Regions from separate parts of the Sus scrofa genome. Here region 1 is linked to region 2. Evidence: chromatin contacts called from public HiChIP or PLAC-seq data. All regions are on one chromosome and are shown on one strand. Each heading gives the region's core, a stretch centred on a gene start, on an enhancer-like site or on the middle of the called end of the contact. The rest is flanking DNA. Distances are from core to core; before and after follow the strand shown. Region 1 has its middle 44 kb from the start of LEKR1. Region 2 overlaps TIPARP (TCDD-inducible poly [ADP-ribose] polymerase).

Region 1 (3,097 bases), core at 41-2,540, 76 kb before region 2:
ACTTATCATTCTGGCTCCTTTATGGGAGACAGATGGAAACAAGAAAACCAGTTAAGAATAGTTGAGATAAGTGATTAGTAGCTTAACATTGGCAGAAAGGAAGTAAAGTGGATGGTTTTGAGACATTTTAGAAGCAGAACCTTCAAACTTGCTGAAGAATTAGATGTGGAGGTGAGGGGAAAAGTAGGAAACCAGGAAATAGGTTATGGTTTGAACAACAGAATGGTTGACAGTATCATGGGATAGAGAACTGAATTTAGAGGGAAGGGGAGGAATAAGTTTGAGGTGAAGGTAGGAACTGAGAATTCTTTGCAGCTGCGTTACACGGGAAGTTGCCATTGGACATCTGACTGGAGATGTGAAGACTGGGGAGATAAAGGTAGGTGCTGTTGCTTTGTAAAAGATAATGTAGAGCTTTGGAAGGAGAGAAAAGTAGGAAGTGAAGGACCTGGCTGTGAAGCACCCTAACATTAGAGGTTCAGGACAGTGTGTCAAGGAAATAGGTGTAGTGCTTAACATAGTGTCAATGGGGGCTAAACACTGGGCCTGAAATGCATTAGAGAAGGAATCAGAGGTGATATAAACATGCTGAAAGCTGCAGCATTGTGGTATTTTAACTTTTTCTGCTGTGGTGAAAATGAAGATGAAAATCATTTCATCTGAGTTAGCAAATATCATGGAAAATTAAATGTAGATTTTTATTCCATGCGGGTATTTATAACACGTGACTGTCTCCGCATCACTGCCACCCTCGTAAGCAGTTCTTCAGGAGCTGTGATTTGTTTCAGCATGGGGGTGCTCTATGTCCTGGGATGAGTTTGGGGGAATATACAGCATGCTTGTGTTTATTCAGGATTTGGAGAATCCCGTTTGGTAATACCAAGTCATTTCCCCAAAACTTCTAGAAGTTAAAGATGGGATAGGCATCTCTCATATAAGTGTAAAAATTTCTGGATTAGTTCTGCAGAGGTGATGGTCCAGTCTAGTCAGTTCTTAGGAACCAAGTCCTTGGAAGTCTTCCACAGGGACTGCTCTCATGTGACATAGGTGAGTCACTCCAACACCAACCAAGACAGAGTCCTGTGGCCCAGGAAGTGACCATGGGCCCTGGAGCCAGGCCCATCTGAATTCAAATCCCAGCTCTGCCACTTTCTGGCTTTGTCTTCTGAGACAAGTTACCCAAGTTCTCCAAGTCTCTTTTTCCTCTTCTGTAAATGATGACAGTGCCTCACAAGCTTGTTATGAACTTTAATGAGATACCATGTGCTGAGTGACTAACCCTGTGCCCTGATGAGTCATTATGAGATGCTCAATAAATCTTGCTCTGTTTTCTCACTTTGCCCAGTAACACTCTAACCCACTAAAGCCCCAGGTAATTCTGATTCTGGCCCCATTCACCACATGACTTTTTGAATGTAAAAATTAAAACTAAAATGTTATACTTAGAGGTCATTTCCTGAATCAGTGATCCTTTTTGTGAGCTGGCAGAGAAAAAATTGCTTAGGCAACTTCTGCTATTTCAGTATGAGAAAGATTCTCAGCCAGTGAGCAGCACTCTTTCTCAGTCTGGTTAATTTCCTCAACATGGTTATGGTGCTTGTAACTTCCTATTTAAATTCTAGAATTTGACTCTAGTATCTAAACTCAGTAAGAACAAAGAAACTTCCCATCAGCTGCCTGCCAGATTTCCCTACTGTACACCGTTCAGTAAATTTGTCACAGAACCATTGCCATTTTTCCCCCATTTAATTTTTTAATTCAACCAGTTTGTATGGAGGCCCTGCTAGATGCCCAACCCAGAGTAGACACCGGAGTGATCATGAGCAAGATGGACACAGTCCCTGCACACACTCTTGCACAGACCAGAGCTAGCCAACCCCTTCCACTGGTAGAGAAGTGGCTTTCCTTCCCTTCTCCATTCCAAGAGGTCTTTTATGTAGATGAAAATGCATCTTATTTAAAATTCCTGGAATTGTTTGGAAATATGAACTGAAGTTTATTGCCGTCTTTTCTCTGCTTTCCCTTTAATTGAGGAGTAGGCTATTTCCTTTGTGTGTGTGTGTCAATAAATCTGACAACTTAAAAGAAATGAACAAATTCCTTAAAGGACACAATCAGCATTGTTCAAGAAGAAGTAGAAAACCTGCTTAGCCTCATATCTTTCAAAGAAAATGAATTCCTAATGCCCATTTAAAATACTGAAGTTAGGCCCTGATTTGGGCCTAACCCTAGACCTGAATAGCTTTATGGGTAAATTTTTTTTTTTTTTCTGGTCTTTTTAGGGCCACACCCACGACATATGGTGATTCCCAGACTAAGTGTCAGATTGGAACTGTAGCTGCTGGCCTACACCACAGCCACAGCGATGCCAGATCCGAAGTGAGTCTGTGACCTACACCACAGCTCACAGCAACACTGGCTCCTTAACCCACTGAGCGAGGCCAGGGATGGAACCTGCGTCCTCATTGATGCTAGTCAGATTCGTTTCTGCTGAGCCACGATGGGAACTCCATGTGTGTATTTTTAATTGTAAAAGTAACACATGCTTGCTTTAAAACGTGTTAATCTTCTCTAAAATGGGATACTTCTCACTATCAGAAGAGAAGCTATTAACTGCTAGAATTTAGTGTCCACACTTCCCAGACATTTTTTTTCTAAGCAGATACAAATGCACATCTGTGCATACCCACCCCCATGTCCCATACACACACAATGCTTTGCTTGTTTTGTTTGTGCAAAGACAGTATCATACCATTCTGTAATTTGATTTTTTTTCCACTTAGCAATATGTCATGGTCATTAGCATTTCAGCACATAAATCTGCATACATTTTTGGTGTAGTCATAGAATCAGTCAGTCATACATAGTTGGTTTTTTTTTAACCATTCTATGGATAGAACTTTAAGTTGTTTCCAGTTTACTGCTATTAGAGACAATTATTTAGCAAATGTTCTTGTGTATTTTCACATTTGTGTGTGCCTCTCTGTAGACTAGAATCCTCTAGGTGGAATTGCTAGGTCAAAGGGGTTGTGCATTGGAGTTCCTGCTGTGGTGCATCAGGTTAAGGATTTGGCATTGTCTCTGTAGTAGCTCGAGT
Region 2 (3,355 bases), core at 717-3,216:
ACTACATTAATTTGTTGCTGACCTGAGAGGTGACACAGTAAATGGATTAAAAAGAACAAGGCCTCTGATGCAAGACTGCCTGGGTTCAAATTCCAGCATCACAGGAGCAGTATGACCTGTGGCAAGTTACCAAACTTTTCTGTGACTCAGTTCCCTCTCTGTAAGATGCAGACTGTAATAAACCCTTTTTTGGTTTTTTTTTCACATACGCACTCGTGGCATATGAAGGTTCCCAGGCTAGGGGTTGAATAGGAGCTGAGGCTGCTGGCCTACGCCAAAGTCACAGCCATACAGGATCCAAACTGTGTCTGCAACCTACACCACAGCTCATGGCAATGCTGGATCCTTAACCCACTGAGTGAGGCCAGGTATCAAACCCACATCCTCATGGATACTAAGTCAGGTCCATTACCACTGAGCCATAACAGGAACTCCCAGACTGTAATTCCTACTTATAAATCTGTTATGAGAATATGAGCTAATATATTTTAAAAATCACGTTAGGTTCTATGCAAGTTTTTACACTATTATGTTCTGCATTTGTTATTCACTACATCAAAAAAAAGCTCTCCGACTTTTCAGACTGCTGACTCACCTTTTGTATTTCTCCCAAAGAAACTGATTTTGGACTCTCAATATCTGTAAAATTCTATATTTAAACTCAGGCACAGTCTTATGAAAAAGATTATAAATGATTCGATAACTTTTGTCCTCTGCAGAGACAGGCACTTGGATGAAGTCCTGAGATGGATGCATATAAACCCAAGTTTCTGGGTAAAAGTTTGCTGAGGTGACCCCATCTGGGCAGATGATTTGTGATGATGATGTTGCTTCAAGTGGTGGAGGAGCCTGTGTGGGAACACCACCAAGTGTCCTAGAAGGGAGAAAAAGGAACATCCATGTTAAACACTTGGCAGTAAGTACATGTCACATTGTGCTCTTTAGCAGTATCTAATATAATCTGCGTAGCTCAAATGCTTATTTAAAAAAAATTTAGGAGGAGTTCCCATGGTGGCTCAGCCAGTTAAGAACCCAACTAGTCTAGTATCTATAAGGAAATGGGTTTGACCCCTGGACTCGCTCAGTGAGTTAAGGACATGGCATTGCCATGAGCTGTGGTGTAGATCACAGATGTGGCTTGGATTCCCGCACTGCTGTGACTGTGGCAAAGGCTGGCAGCTACAGCTCCAATTCAACCCCTAGCATGGGAGCTTCCAAGCATTGGTGTGGCCCTTAAAAAAAAAATAATAATAATAATAAATAATATATAATAATAAAAAATAAACAATACAGGAAATGCTATCTATTAAAAAATCTTAATAGGTGATCTCTGGACAAGCAGTGTTTATTAACTTCCCCCCTGGCCTTCTCCTTGTGGAGGAAATTCTGAAATGCCCTATTGCAAGGCAAGGAAGTGCCAATTTATAAATATCTTTACTTTTTGAAGACTGGACTCCTCTTTTGCCTACATAGTTAAGCTCTGTTTCAAGGGAGCAATGATAATTTATATGCATTCAGCAAACTGCTGTACTAAGTAAAGACACAATTACTAAAGGCTATGCAGAAGGGGGAGCACAGTGGGCAAGAGGGCACTTACAGGAAGATGACAGAAAATAGGAAAAATAAATACCTTCTGCTCTAGTTTTGTATAAAACCACACAAATCATGGATCAGGCATTAAAAGCTGACATTTGGCATTTCCTTCATTTTAAAATATCACAGATAACGAAGCCCAGATAACAAAACCATCGATACAATTAAAAGTGTACAGCTTTAGATGTGCTTAAGATGGAGCTAATGACTTTAAGCTCAAGGTACCAGAATATCCTTGAACCTTAAAAATTCAGATCTGTTACAAGGATGAGTTTAGACAAGGAGCAGCTTTGATAGTTCTTACTCTTGCCTGATTTAATGATTTAAATCATACTTCTTGGCTATTTGCAAAACAGAGCAAAAGGGAAGAAGCAAAGAGAAAGGAAATCCTGACCCTGAGACCCAGATTCAGGCCCAGGGCACTACAACACCCATCAGCATACAGTGGTCACAAGGAAGCTGTACATCTGCCAAATGGATTAGGAAACCGAAATTTTCAAAAGAGCTTTGTGACACAGAGGTTACAACTGTGGTTGAACATGCATCTAATCTCCAAGAGGATATCTTTACCCTCAGCTCTCTCATTATAGTCACATTATTATACTAAGCACATACTACAGACCAGGCATTTCACACACAGTATCACTTCTTGTTCCAACTACCCTGCAAGATGGTGTGGTTATTCCCACTTTTCCACTGAAAAAAAAACTGCCAGCATAGCTAGCAAAGAACAGAGACAGGATCTGAACCCAGGTGTATCTAGTTTGTGAGCACATACTCTGCATTTCCATATACTTCACAGTTCATATGTACATATATTTTCTTTTTCTAACAAAGTGATGGATGGATACCAGGATTGCAACTCAGGTCTGCCTGACTCTCCCTACCACTGCCTCACTGTCTTCTGACTTTTCAGAGATGGCTTTATAAGAAGCAAAAGCTCTAGAGACAGAGGTACCTTCTCTGCCTCCCACCACCTTCAAGCAGCTGTGGATCTGATTTATTGTGCCTCAAAGCCCATTTGTGAGACATTTCTGGGTGGATCCAGGGCTTGCAGAATCCCCAGATGCTTTTAAGTTCAGGAGCAGATCTAAAGGGGTACTGGCACAACAGTTCTTATCTTCCAGAGCATTCGCACAAAGGCCTGACAGACTCCTCCAGAACCCTCTTTCCTTCACCAGTACTTTTTTTTTTTTTTTTCTTTTTCCTGAAGCAAGGCTCTACTGTTTTAATCAGATTCTGAAAGGTTTCTAACACCTTAAAAAGCCATCACTGTTTGGAAGAATGGCAGGAAACAGACTACGGAAAGCTCCTTATTTTTAGTTATTCCCTCTATCCCTACTCTGCAAAGACAGTAGTAAGTCCTAGCCCACTAGGTTTTCCTGTGTTATTAGGTATTGAAGGAAGAAGATAAAATTCTCCCAACCACCTTGTCCAAAATAGGTTTTAGGCTGTCACAGCCGTACTGAAAATCTGGCACTGACAATAGAAGAAACGCTGCTCCTTTTCTTTCTGCTACCATTCCTACCCATCGATGTTTACTTTTAATATGCCAAACATCCTAATTGGGCTAAAACATAAAAATGCATGTAGACATCTGTCTGATAAACCTCTACACTCTGGTTGTCTGGGGTTAAAAATACATATTCTAAGCATGGTTACAAATGTGGCTTCATTTTCCGAGAATGCTGAGTCTGTCTTCAGCTCATGGGTATTCCAATGACATACTGCAAGCTTCACGTGCTGTCCCAGCCTTCTTTAG

Evidence for each region. HiChIP or PLAC-seq counts read pairs in DNA pulled down with a chosen protein or histone mark.
Region 1: an H3K27ac HiChIP or PLAC-seq map of alveolar macrophages shows a contact between it and region 2. The contact joins two enhancer-like sites. A contact is called at or near these places in 4 of 47 Hi-C or Micro-C datasets (embryonic fibroblasts, epiblast stem cells, fetal skeletal muscle and 1 more) and 1 of 2 datasets of contacts at active chromatin or transcription factors (alveolar macrophages).

Annotation. Positions count from the first base shown.
Region 1 is chr13:96,595,229-96,598,325 of Sscrofa11.1, reverse strand. No RefSeq gene overlaps it. Among named protein-coding and RNA genes, the nearest start is that of LEKR1, 44 kb to the left of the region's middle. Within about 2 kb of position 1,290, at least 16 of the 83 cell types and tissues checked have an H3K27ac peak or open chromatin away from gene starts, as enhancers often do. A contact at or near this core is called in alveolar macrophages and embryonic fibroblasts, where this site is marked.
Region 2 is chr13:96,519,147-96,522,501 of Sscrofa11.1, reverse strand. TIPARP (TCDD-inducible poly [ADP-ribose] polymerase) reads right to left here. Exons shown (of 6, transcript XM_005669945.3): 5 at 596-874. Among named protein-coding and RNA genes, the nearest start is that of TIPARP, 24 kb to the right of the region's middle. Within about 2 kb of position 1,966, at least 7 of the 83 cell types and tissues checked have an H3K27ac peak or open chromatin away from gene starts, as enhancers often do. A contact at or near this core is called in alveolar macrophages and embryonic fibroblasts, where this site is marked.